2 separate regions of the Mus musculus genome follow, and region 2 is linked to region 1. A link is a contact called in public Hi-C data. All regions are on one chromosome and are shown on one strand. The core of a region is the stretch at or near the end of the contact, and the rest is flanking DNA. Distances in the headings are between cores, read along the strand shown.

Region 1 (5,544 bases), core at 1,080-3,579:
GACAAAATTTGGGTTTCTTTCTGCTAGACAAAAGGTAACAGAAATCTCATTTTCAATAGCATGGTCATTTGTTTTCTCTAAGGGTAAATTTTTTAAATATACTTTCTATTTTGAGACAAAAAAGTGGACTGTTCAAGCAAAGCGTTTTTCATGAGTCTGTCCAACTAGAGTACACTTAATACTACAAGTAAGGTAGAGAGTATGTAAAATAATGCCTTAAGGAAGAACTATGCTGGCATGATTCTTCCATGCTAACATGTTATTTTTAGGGGAGAGAGAGATAGTCCAAATTTAAAGGATGAATTCAGAGTATTTCTGGCCAGACTCAGTTTATCTTGCTTGCTAGGCTTTATACCTATTTGTTCCTTTACTTTGAAAATTAAAAAAGAAAATTTTATTTCACACATGAGACTAAATGTAAAAACATCTTAAATTCTATATTTTATGTTTGGTGTAAGTAATGATTCAGTATCCCCTATTATCTGCCAACTAGTCAATAATACACAACACATTTAAAATGAACAATTATAGTACTCAAGTTTAAATTTAATATACAGAAGACAGCACTACAGAAACAGTATGAAAGCATTAGTGTGGAAAGCTAATTTTAAAAATGTGTTTAGATATTTGTTCCCTTAATTACTCTTTAAAAATAAAAATACAATAATTAAAAGAGTAGCCACTAGAAATATAAAAGATGGTGTTCAAAGTTACAAACGTTCTACTAAGAGCAAATACTGAATTGTAGATAAATGTTTAGATTTATAAATATCAGGTTGTCATTTTAAAGCAGTACTGTTTCCATATATAGCCAGACCATATTTTCAAAGCAATGATTAGGCACACCACTTAAAAAAATAAATAAAAAATAAAAAGCACACCCATCACTTTTATACTTACACCAGATGCAGCATAGAGAAATACTTTGTACATGCAAAAATGAAAGTTCAGTTCTTTCTCATATGGATTATGGAACTACAGACACAACATCAATAGACAAATAGTTTGAAGTTATGAGGTGGGATTTCATGACAAAGGACAGTATTTTTATCCAGTATATACAGAGGCATTTGTATCATTTGAAGACTAAAATATGTATTTTGGGTGTGGTCACTAGGCTAGTAACATAAAAATGTGACACTGAGTTTACATAAAGGAAACATTATCCAGGAAATTTAAAGAGACCTTGTAAGTAGTTAATAACTAGTAAAGGTTTAATGAGTACCAAGAAATTTAAAATAAAGGAGAAGATTCGAGTTTCCCTAAGAGGGGAAAACACCCAGCACCACACTGATCAAACATCTTTTAGACTGTCACAGGAAAGTCACATTTATAATTTTGAAAGCTGCTGAAGACTGCTGTAGAAATGAAGACAGACAGAAAGAGCAGACAAGAAAGCACTGCTTTACTGAAAGCAAATCATGCAAAGGGTGAAATACTAGGGAGGAAGAAAAAGACTAAAATAAAGCATTGCTTAAAAAAAAAAAATGGCATTTTCTATATAATGCAACCAAGACTTGTCACTTTGATTTTTCATAGCTTTATTTTTCCAAGGAAAACAAACCACAGAGCCTGACAAACTCATTTGAATATAAACAATGTATCTACTGAGGGAAGACATATTCACTGCTCAGCAGACTTAAATGTATATTCTATTAAATGGAAACTAAGACATGCTCCAATTGCTCTTAATGTTTGAAGGCAAAAATAAATATATTAGTCATATCATACCAACTTCCTACCAGGAAGAAGAATTTCCTAAAAAATACTAGCCAAGAATCACTGAAAATAATCACTAAAATAGGAGACAGTGGGGTTTTTTTAAATATGAAAGGAGAAATAGAAGGGATCAACATAAAAATTACAATTGTGATATATGAGCTTTCAGCTCCAACCTTACGATCATTTACTCAGTAAATACTTAAAGCCTATCTACCTAAGTTCCATCAAGTCAGGAACCAAAACGCATCTGTACCCCACTGGCACAGAACATAAGCTCAACACCTTGCAGACTTTCCCTAGAATAAGGCAAAAGGTACTGAAAATGTGCAAGAGATTAACTGAAAAAAAAAAAATAAAGTTAGCCTTAAAAGTAAGTACTAATTTTTTTTTTAAGAGGGAAGACAGGCAACACAAAAGATTTGGGAAGAAAGAATGTATGACTTAATGGGAAGGCACTCTAGACAAGCAGAAAAAGACAATTCTATTTCTCACTTATAACCATTTTTATAAAAACTCTATTTTGATTTGCTTTGATATAATATACATAAATCAAGTTTAACAAATACTAAGCGTCTAGGCTGAGAAATGGCATAAAGCCAAGTTCCTCTTCTGTTCTACAAACCAGAATTGTGTGAACCGCTGGCATAACAGTTGCTAAAGACTTATTAGAATGCGCTATTAACAACCTTGACAGTGGATAACTCTAAAGACTTAGAAGAAGCTATACAGTGCTGCCATTTTAGTATGCTATTTTAAAGTACGCTGTCATTAGTATATCTGCTGCCAAATACCATGAAACAATTTTGAACTTATTATCTTAATAGAACTTAAGAGAAATTCCTGTATTTAAAGAATATGTTTTGCTGAGCACAAAATGGTATCCATCTTAAAACCACTGTGCATGTTGCTGCTTCTTTCCACAGTAACCTTCCTAACTGAGCAGTAGTTATTACAATTCACCTTCCAACACCCAATTCTAGCAACTCTTACCTTCTAATCTACATCCTAAATGTAAGTATGTAAATGAGAGTAAGTCTATGATTCTTCACTTCTCTCTATACTACTCATACTGCTAAGGTCCCCACAGCAGCAGTGAAACAACAGCCTTTGCCTATCTAGCTTACTGGCTAGTATGCAAGAAGCTAGCTCTAAGTGTACATGGACTAAAGTGTAAACCTGTAAAGGAGGTATGGGTTAAGGGAATAATGACTTCAACAGTTTTCATTTATATAATAAATTATTAAGTACCACAAATTATGTTTAAAATGCATGAGATTATATAATTTGATACATTCTGATGCCCAAAAGGCTAAACATAGAATGGCATCTGTCTTAACACCACTGTGAATGGGCTGCTTCTTTCCAGTGTCCTCAGAGATTATATACAAAATTATGTTTGTAATAGTTCAACTCTGAAGGTGTGCGAAGCTGGGTTCAACCAATAAGGATGACTAGAATAATAGCTCTAAATTACTTTGGTGGCCTGAATATTATTCCACATCTAGAAAAATATGATAGCTCTAACTACTTTAATCAAATAAAGTGGCTGTATTAAAACAGCAAAAAAGAGTTGGCAGATCTGGTACATAATAGTTACCAGTTAAAGAGGAGTTATCTAATGGTCTTTATGGAAGTTTAACAATAAAGTTCCCAAATTCAAAACTGGGTATTTCTTTAAAAAGAGGAAAAATATAAAAAAAAAAAAGTATAAGATAAAATTAAGATCCCACTAGAAAACGTACCTCAGCACCCGAATTCTAAGTTAGGATCAAATTCTAGCCTGGTACAGTGTGTCTTCACTGAGGGCTCTTTTATGGTATACTAGCAAGTAGCAAATCAAAAGTTCTATATTGCATCCAAAAAGCAACATGTATCATTTAAAATGTTTTAAGCTGGAGAGTTGACTCTGTGGTTAAGAGCACTTACTGCTCTTCCAGAGGACCCAGGTTCAATTCCCAGCATCCACATGGCAGCTCAGTACAACCTGCAAACTCCAGTTCCAGGGGGAGCTGAAACCCTCTGCATGTGTGCACAAATATAATGAAGGAAAAACACATATTTTAATATTAGCACTTCTTAAAAGTTTACTTTCAAAGGCTCACACATAGTTTTACACTGTTGACTATTTCTGTTAATGTGACTAGAACCTTTCCCTACCACTATATTCGGTATTTAAATATGTGAAGATAATGATGCAAATGCCCCTATCCCAGCCCTGAAAGCCAGGATCTAGTAATCTTTCCAAGTTCTACATTTAAATTATGGTTCATACTTTAACAACACAGAATGCTAGCTTTATAAAAAGATCAAGTGCCAAGTCTTGAACAAGATCTTGACTATATCAAAGCCAAGATTCTGCAAATGTAAGACATTTGGGACAAAGGAAAAAGAAGACAGAAGAGCGGAAAAATATAGAGGACCAAGTTTCAAACAGAGCAAATAAACTAATACAGCTTTAATGTAAGTTGCCTCATCTGAAGAACATTCTTGAAGTCAGCAGTCTGCTCAACATCCTCAAGCCGAGTAAAATCCATGCTGAACATGCACTTAGAACAGCACTGTCCAATTGTTGAGAAGGGTCAAGAAAACTAATGTTCATCTGGTACACTTTCCCTAAAATCTCAACAATTTTAATGGCCTTGATTTTGGCCTTCCTCCTTTATTAGCCTACATACAGCACCCAGACTGTAACAGATTTTTGTACTATTCTACGAAATGAAAATATGCATGCATGTAAGTATGTATGTATGTATGTTATCAATCGTTACCCTGGCTTAAAGGACAAATTGTGGAAACGGCCATAAAATAGAATGAACTATATAAAAACTAAGTTGAACGTGAAAAAACAAATGACTCTCTTTTCAAGTTATTTGCTTTTCAAAATCAAAAAATCTAAAATTAAAGTACTTAAAAATCTGTTCAAATATAACAAAACACGTGATTTATAAATATCTCTTCACCCTTTCCTAACAATTTTCTAATTATCTGTTAAAATAGCAACATTCACACTATAACATCAATTTAAAATCATTTTTCTCAATTTAACAATCAGACAAGCTGAAGCAATATTGACAGCCAAAAGCCAAAGCAGAGCATGCACAGAGCTCAGTGGCACTTACCTGTCGCTCTCAGACCACAATACCCAAGTCATGCAACACAGAACAGATAGATACAAGGCAAATTACTTAAAGGTCTGTGAACCTGTTATTTTTCTTTTTACCCAGAGTCAGGATAAAATGAACTCCTGAAATGTACAAAATCATTTTAACTTCTTAAGTTATAAGAATAATACAATTTAGGTTCACACTTACCTTTGAATAGTATGCCCAAATGACTGAGCTCTGAATAGCCATCATGAACTGATCCAAGCTTAAAATACTTTATATACGAAGAAGGAATTTTTTTTCTCAACTGTAATACAATGTTCTCTCAAATACTGCTTTTATTAGCAGATTTGGAGGTAGTGGTTTTTTCCTTAATTTTTTTTTTCATAAGTGTTTTCATTATTATAGGGCTTAAATAATAAAATGATTGCCAATTAAGGGACACAATCTCTTAGAAATTCAAAGAAACACTTTACTACTATAATTTACTCTATAAAATGATTCAGTTCTAGAAGGCACCAAAAGTTTTAATCAAACAATTCATAGCTCAGTCATGCAAAGCAGTTAAAAAGATGGCAAAGTGGAAACATTCATTAGTGCAAGACAAACGCAGTCTACTGCAGGCAAAGAGAAATAGATATAAAATCATCTTCTCACTTTCAAAATCAAGGAAAAAATTTGGCCCCTGCTCAAGGTCTGTGCATGTCAAAACTTTAAG
Region 2 (5,124 bases), core at 1,939-4,438, 87 kb after region 1:
GCCTTTGCCTCCCCAGTGCTGGGATTAAAGGTGTGTGGCACCATGCCTAGCTATATACATACAATGCATGTAGATATATGCATGCATAAATGAACAGGTACAATGCTTGGATATGGTAGTGCACGCCTTCGTTCTCAGCACTTTGGGGGAAGAGGCAGGTGGATCTCTGTGAGCTCAAGGCCAACCTGGTCTATATGGTAAGTTTCTAGATAGCCAGGGCTACATAGAGAGACCTTGTATTAAAAAACAAAAACAAGCCAGAGTGCCATAGGTGTAACCCAGTGTCCACCTGTGCTCAATAAACAGCTGTCACTCAGGAGATGGCCTAGGACCCGATAATCAAGATCCTTCTCAGGTGTATAGGGAATTGAAAGCCAGCCAGGTACACACAAGAACCAGTCTTTAAAAATAAGTAAAAGATGTGACCTGCAAGGAAGCCTATCAGAAACAGGAGGAAATGGGGAAAGAAGCAGAGCGAGGTGCACACAATGCCAGGCAGAGGCTGATAGGCTGGCACAGAAGGAAGGGGAGGAGCTACAGAACTGGAGGAAGAGCAGAAGCATTGGGCACTGAGGAAGGCAGGCTGCGCTACAGGATCCTGGAGTCTGCTTGGTGTTTTAGTGGTAACAGGGAGCTACTGAGGGCTTTAGGTCCAGGGAAAGCGAGAACTCACTGGTCCTTTTAAAAGCTCTGATGAGGGACAGGAGAGATGGCTCAATGCTCTTCATAGTATGCTGGTCCGATTCCCAGAACCCATATAGAGGCTCACAACCACATATAGCTCCAGTTCCAGGGGATCTGACATCCTCTTCTGGCCTCCGACAGCACCAGGGACGCATATGGAGTACATTCATACATGCCGGAATATACATAGGAAGTCAAGGGCATGGAGGTATGAAGGAGCACGCCTTTAATCTTGGGAGGCAGGGGCAGGCAGATTTCTGAGTTCAAGGCTAATCTAATCTAAATAGTAAGTCCCAGTAAAGATTACAGGGTGAAATCCTCTGTCCAAAATAAACAAAACCAATTACAAACAAAAGATGTGATGAAAACTGAAGAATGAGCTGACTGTAGGAAATGTCCCTCGGGGATCTGAGATAGAGCCACCTTCTCATCCCCTTGTGCGTAGAAGCAGAAAGCCATCAAGACTGGGTGTCACTCACTCCTCGGTCAATGCTATGTCATGAGTGCTGTATACCTACCCATGGTGTGAGAAATGCAGGAACAGAGACAGGGACACCAGGCCTGGTCTTCCACAGCCTGAAATCCCCATGTGCAAGATCAGCCAGCTCAGCCCAGACGAGAAGTATGGACTCCAAGCATCCCCTGCGAAGGAGGAAGCGCTCCAGAGCCCCCGAGCGGCACAGTAGCCAGCCCTGTATCCACCGCTCTTTATCACTGTTTATCTCTCTCCAAACAAACTCAAGGCAGTTTATAAGAAAGCACTCCTTTCTTGAAAGATGGAATTGAATCTGCTCTGGATGGGCATGGCTGCAGTCTTCGTGTATCTGGCAGCTAGGCTCCTTAATCCACTCCACCCACTGAGAACACAGTCTCTCTCGCCCAAGTGCCTGCTCCTGGTTCCAGGTATTGAGCAGGACAAAGGCATCACTGATGAGTCTTCGGTATCCCTCTTTCACATCATTGGTGGGCCACCGGTTCTACTGACTGCAGGCCCCCCACACTGTAGTTCAGTGAATGGACTGCCAAGTGTGACTTTGCTGTCTTACAGGCCACAGAATGTGGGTGCCTCCCTCTAATGTTCACATCGCTGCAGAGCTGGTATTTTTTTTCTGGAATTTGTGAACCTGTTCTGTGCTCTCTGGGGCAATCTTGTTCCACCCTCTCCCACCGGCGGGCTGCCACATGCAGGATCAGGAGAGACTGGCGTTATCTCCCCCTGCCCTGATGAGCTATTTGGTCCTGATCTGCCGCTGAGCAGTTTAAGGAAGGCTAAAGTCAGTCAGCATGAAGTAGTCTCATTCACCAGGCTCAGATGTACACCCGAGCTAAGCCAGTCCAAGGAGAATGGGGGAGAGAAACAGATCTGAGAAGCCTGGAACTTCTGCAGCTATTTTTATAACTATGAGGTAGGCAGCCTGAAGATGAAGCTCTCACAAGAGGTGACTGCTGAGAAAACAGCAGAGAAATGGACCAGGCTCACATCAAACCAAGCGAAGCCTCTCGTCCCCCAGCTGTTTCTATTGAGTATGTTCAGTGCCTAGCCTGAGTTCCATCAGACGTACATAATGTCAAAGGAATAACAGCCACTCGGCATGGCGTGAGGGTGAACAAGGGTCAGCTAAAGCTCACAGACCAAATCAGACCCAGCATCTGAGAAGGAGCCACACCTACTCCAATGCAGATTGCCCAAGGATACTTGAGCACCCACAGGCACAGCAGTGACCAGGTGTCCAGTAGAGCCCCAAAACGGAGTCTATCTTTACTGCAGGAAGAGTCTGCAGCCCCCAACATGGACGTCATCATTCTTGGCTCCTGCCTTCTCTGCCTGACTCTGCCATTCCTTCCCTGGTTCACAGACCTCCTACAGAAAGACCCTTCTCATTATCTATCCACCTGCCCAGGTTACTCCCTTCATCCTTGCCACACCTGGCTCATGTGACAGACCCTTGGAGGGTCCCTGTCTGGGTCAGCAGTCATGGGAGCAACCCTATCAGTCAAAATAAGCTCCACTATGGCCCACATGCCCTCTTGTCCTCTCAGTAACACAAAGGCAGACAGCAGAAGCCAACCAGGACCACTGGATGGAACTCTGTATGTGAGTTTGCTGTGTAATGAGGAATCCCTCAGATCCAGAGGCCAGCTGGAGAAATACACTTGAAAAATGAGAAAGAGAGACATAGCAGAGGGAGAGCCAGGCTCCCGCCAGGCCGCCATGTGTCACCTAGGACAGAAGCACCTCCATGGGCTCTTGCCATGATCACCTCCAGGTAGTCCTGCTTAGGGCCTCACAGCCCAGAGGCTGCTGGGAAAAGAAATGTTCTGGTCTACCTTGGCTGCCTGCTGAGAAGCAGCAAGATTCACACATAGACACTCTATGCCCACAAATATAGGAAGCGCCTAAGATCTGCCCCAATCCTCCAAACTTAAAGTCAATGAACACAGACCCGTGAGCCCCAGGTCACTGCTGACAGGGAAAGAGAGTAAGACTGAGGCCTCTGTGTGACTACACCGCCCAGAGCCCAGTGTTGACATACAGGAAGTATTTCTCCATCACTCACCACAGAGACCAAACATGAAGCAGAATTTGAAGTACTGGCTATTTCAAAACACCTCAAGTGGTATGGAAAGGTCACTTCCAGAAAGAGCCTCTCCCGACCTCCAGGGCAGCTACTCCCTGGAGAACTTAGCTGCCATTACCTACATGCAGTTCATGCAGTCATTCGTCCTTTCCTCCATTCTGAAAATGGTGCAGGAGTATCAGGCTCCCATGTTGGAAACTAGGGTTTTAGAGAAGAACTGGGCACCATGCCAAACTTCCAGCCTTTTAGTGGCAGCAGGAGAGCTAAGAGAAGGTTTCCTTTGCAGGGCTGCTGATTGGCAGAGTTAGAAGTCCTTATCCCACTTCTGTACACTCACATCCCAATGACGTAACTCCTAGTCAGCAGCAGCCCTAGAACCACGGTCCCAAGGACAAGGCGAGGTGGCTACATAGAAGACACTCATAGGAAAGGTTGATGACTGGGTAGGCTACAAATGCCAAGTCCTGGGCAGTCAGTGTGTCAAAGATTGTGGGGGAGGGGGTCCTGAGGTAAAGGGTGTCCCAACCCCAGTGTACTGGGGGCTCTGGAGCAGACCGTGGCCCTGGCATCGGCTGGTCCTCAGGAAATGAGATGCAGCATGCGTTAGGTGCTTCCACAGTTCTCGTACCTGCACTGCTATGGCGCCACATCTTCCTGTTTATAAACCACTACCTCTCCCTTTACCTCGACCTCTGATGCACTTTGCTAAGGCTGCATAAAGCTGGGAACAGATGACACAGCCCTGATGCCACAGACACCATTTGTTTGAAGTCCTCCTTAAGAAGTCCTCCCCTTTGCTCTAGACCTAGTGCCCTCCAGTCCTCCCCAGGCTAGAAGATCCCTACCATTGCCCTCCATCTTTCCACTGAAGCATCCTGATTTGAGTGGAACACTCACTCATCTGAACCAGACATGGCTGTATTCCCAGGGCCGAAAGTAGTAACCTGGGGGGATCCTGAGAATCAGAAACGGAGCAGGAAAGGCCAGGAAGACTCTGAAGGTACTACCCCAGGGCTTTTGTTCCCTCCCACTCAGCTTACAGAACAGGAAATGTGTCTCAGCTTAGAGGACCTGCCCAAGATGTTTCTGTTAGCAATTTGCTGTTAGAGACATAAATTCACCCCAATCCCTTCCCTGGAAGGCTTTTCATGATATTCTGCACATTTTTTTTTAAATGGTGCTGGGTTTGGTGGCATGCTTGTTATCCTAGCATTGGGAAACTGAGGCAGAAGGATCATGAGTCTGACCCTGGAACCTACATGGTAGAGAAAGCCAACTCCCATGGGCTGTCCTCCCACCTCCACAGGCATGAGAGTGCAGACACAACACACACCTACACACCATGAAATAAGTGTTTTAAAATGCATTACCTGTGTAGGGGAGATAGAGGGGAAGGAGGAGGCAAGTAGGGAAGGCACAGAGATCAGAGTGATTGACAGGCAATATATGTTAGGGCCACCGAGATGCTCAGCAGGTAAAGGTACTTGTATGATGCTGGCACTTGAGTGCCATCCCAGGACCAGGGTGTTAGAAGGCAGAGGGAAAGAACTGACTCCAAAAACTTATCCTCTGTCTTTCGAGTACATTATATGGCATGTATGCCCCCTCCCACATACTATACAAATACACATACACATACTATACTATAGTACAAAAAAAAAAAATTAAGCTTGCCAGGAGGTGGTGGCACACACCTTTGATCCCAGCACTCAAGAAGCAGAGGCAGGCACAACTCTGAGTTCAAGACCAGCCTGGTCTACAGTGAGTTCCAGGGCAGCCAGGGTTACACAGAGAAACCCTGTCTCAAAAAGAAAAAAATAAAATAAACTTTTAAAAATTAATACTGCACATAAGTGGATGC

What was found. Hi-C and Micro-C count contacts between places; a contact is called where the count stands out from the background.
Region 2: a contact with region 1 is called in a Hi-C map of bone marrow-derived macrophages, with 2.4 times the contacts expected there. A contact is called at or near these places in 4 of 484 Hi-C or Micro-C datasets (CD4 T cells, the N1E-115 cell line, bone marrow-derived macrophages and 1 more) and 4 of 9 other capture datasets (adipose tissue, liver, macrophages and 1 more).

What each region holds. Positions count from the first base shown.
Region 1 is chr15:63,951,117-63,956,660 of GRCm38.p6, forward strand. It overlaps Cyrib (CYFIP related Rac1 interactor B), which reads right to left. Exons shown (of 13, transcript NM_001360036.1): 4 at 5,484-5,544. Among named protein-coding and RNA genes, the nearest start is that of Gsdmc4, 42 kb to the left of the region's middle.
Region 2 is chr15:64,037,738-64,042,861 of GRCm38.p6, forward strand. The region is part of intron 1 of Cyrib (CYFIP related Rac1 interactor B); the gene reads right to left. Among named protein-coding and RNA genes, the nearest start is that of Gm25628, 14 kb to the left of the region's middle.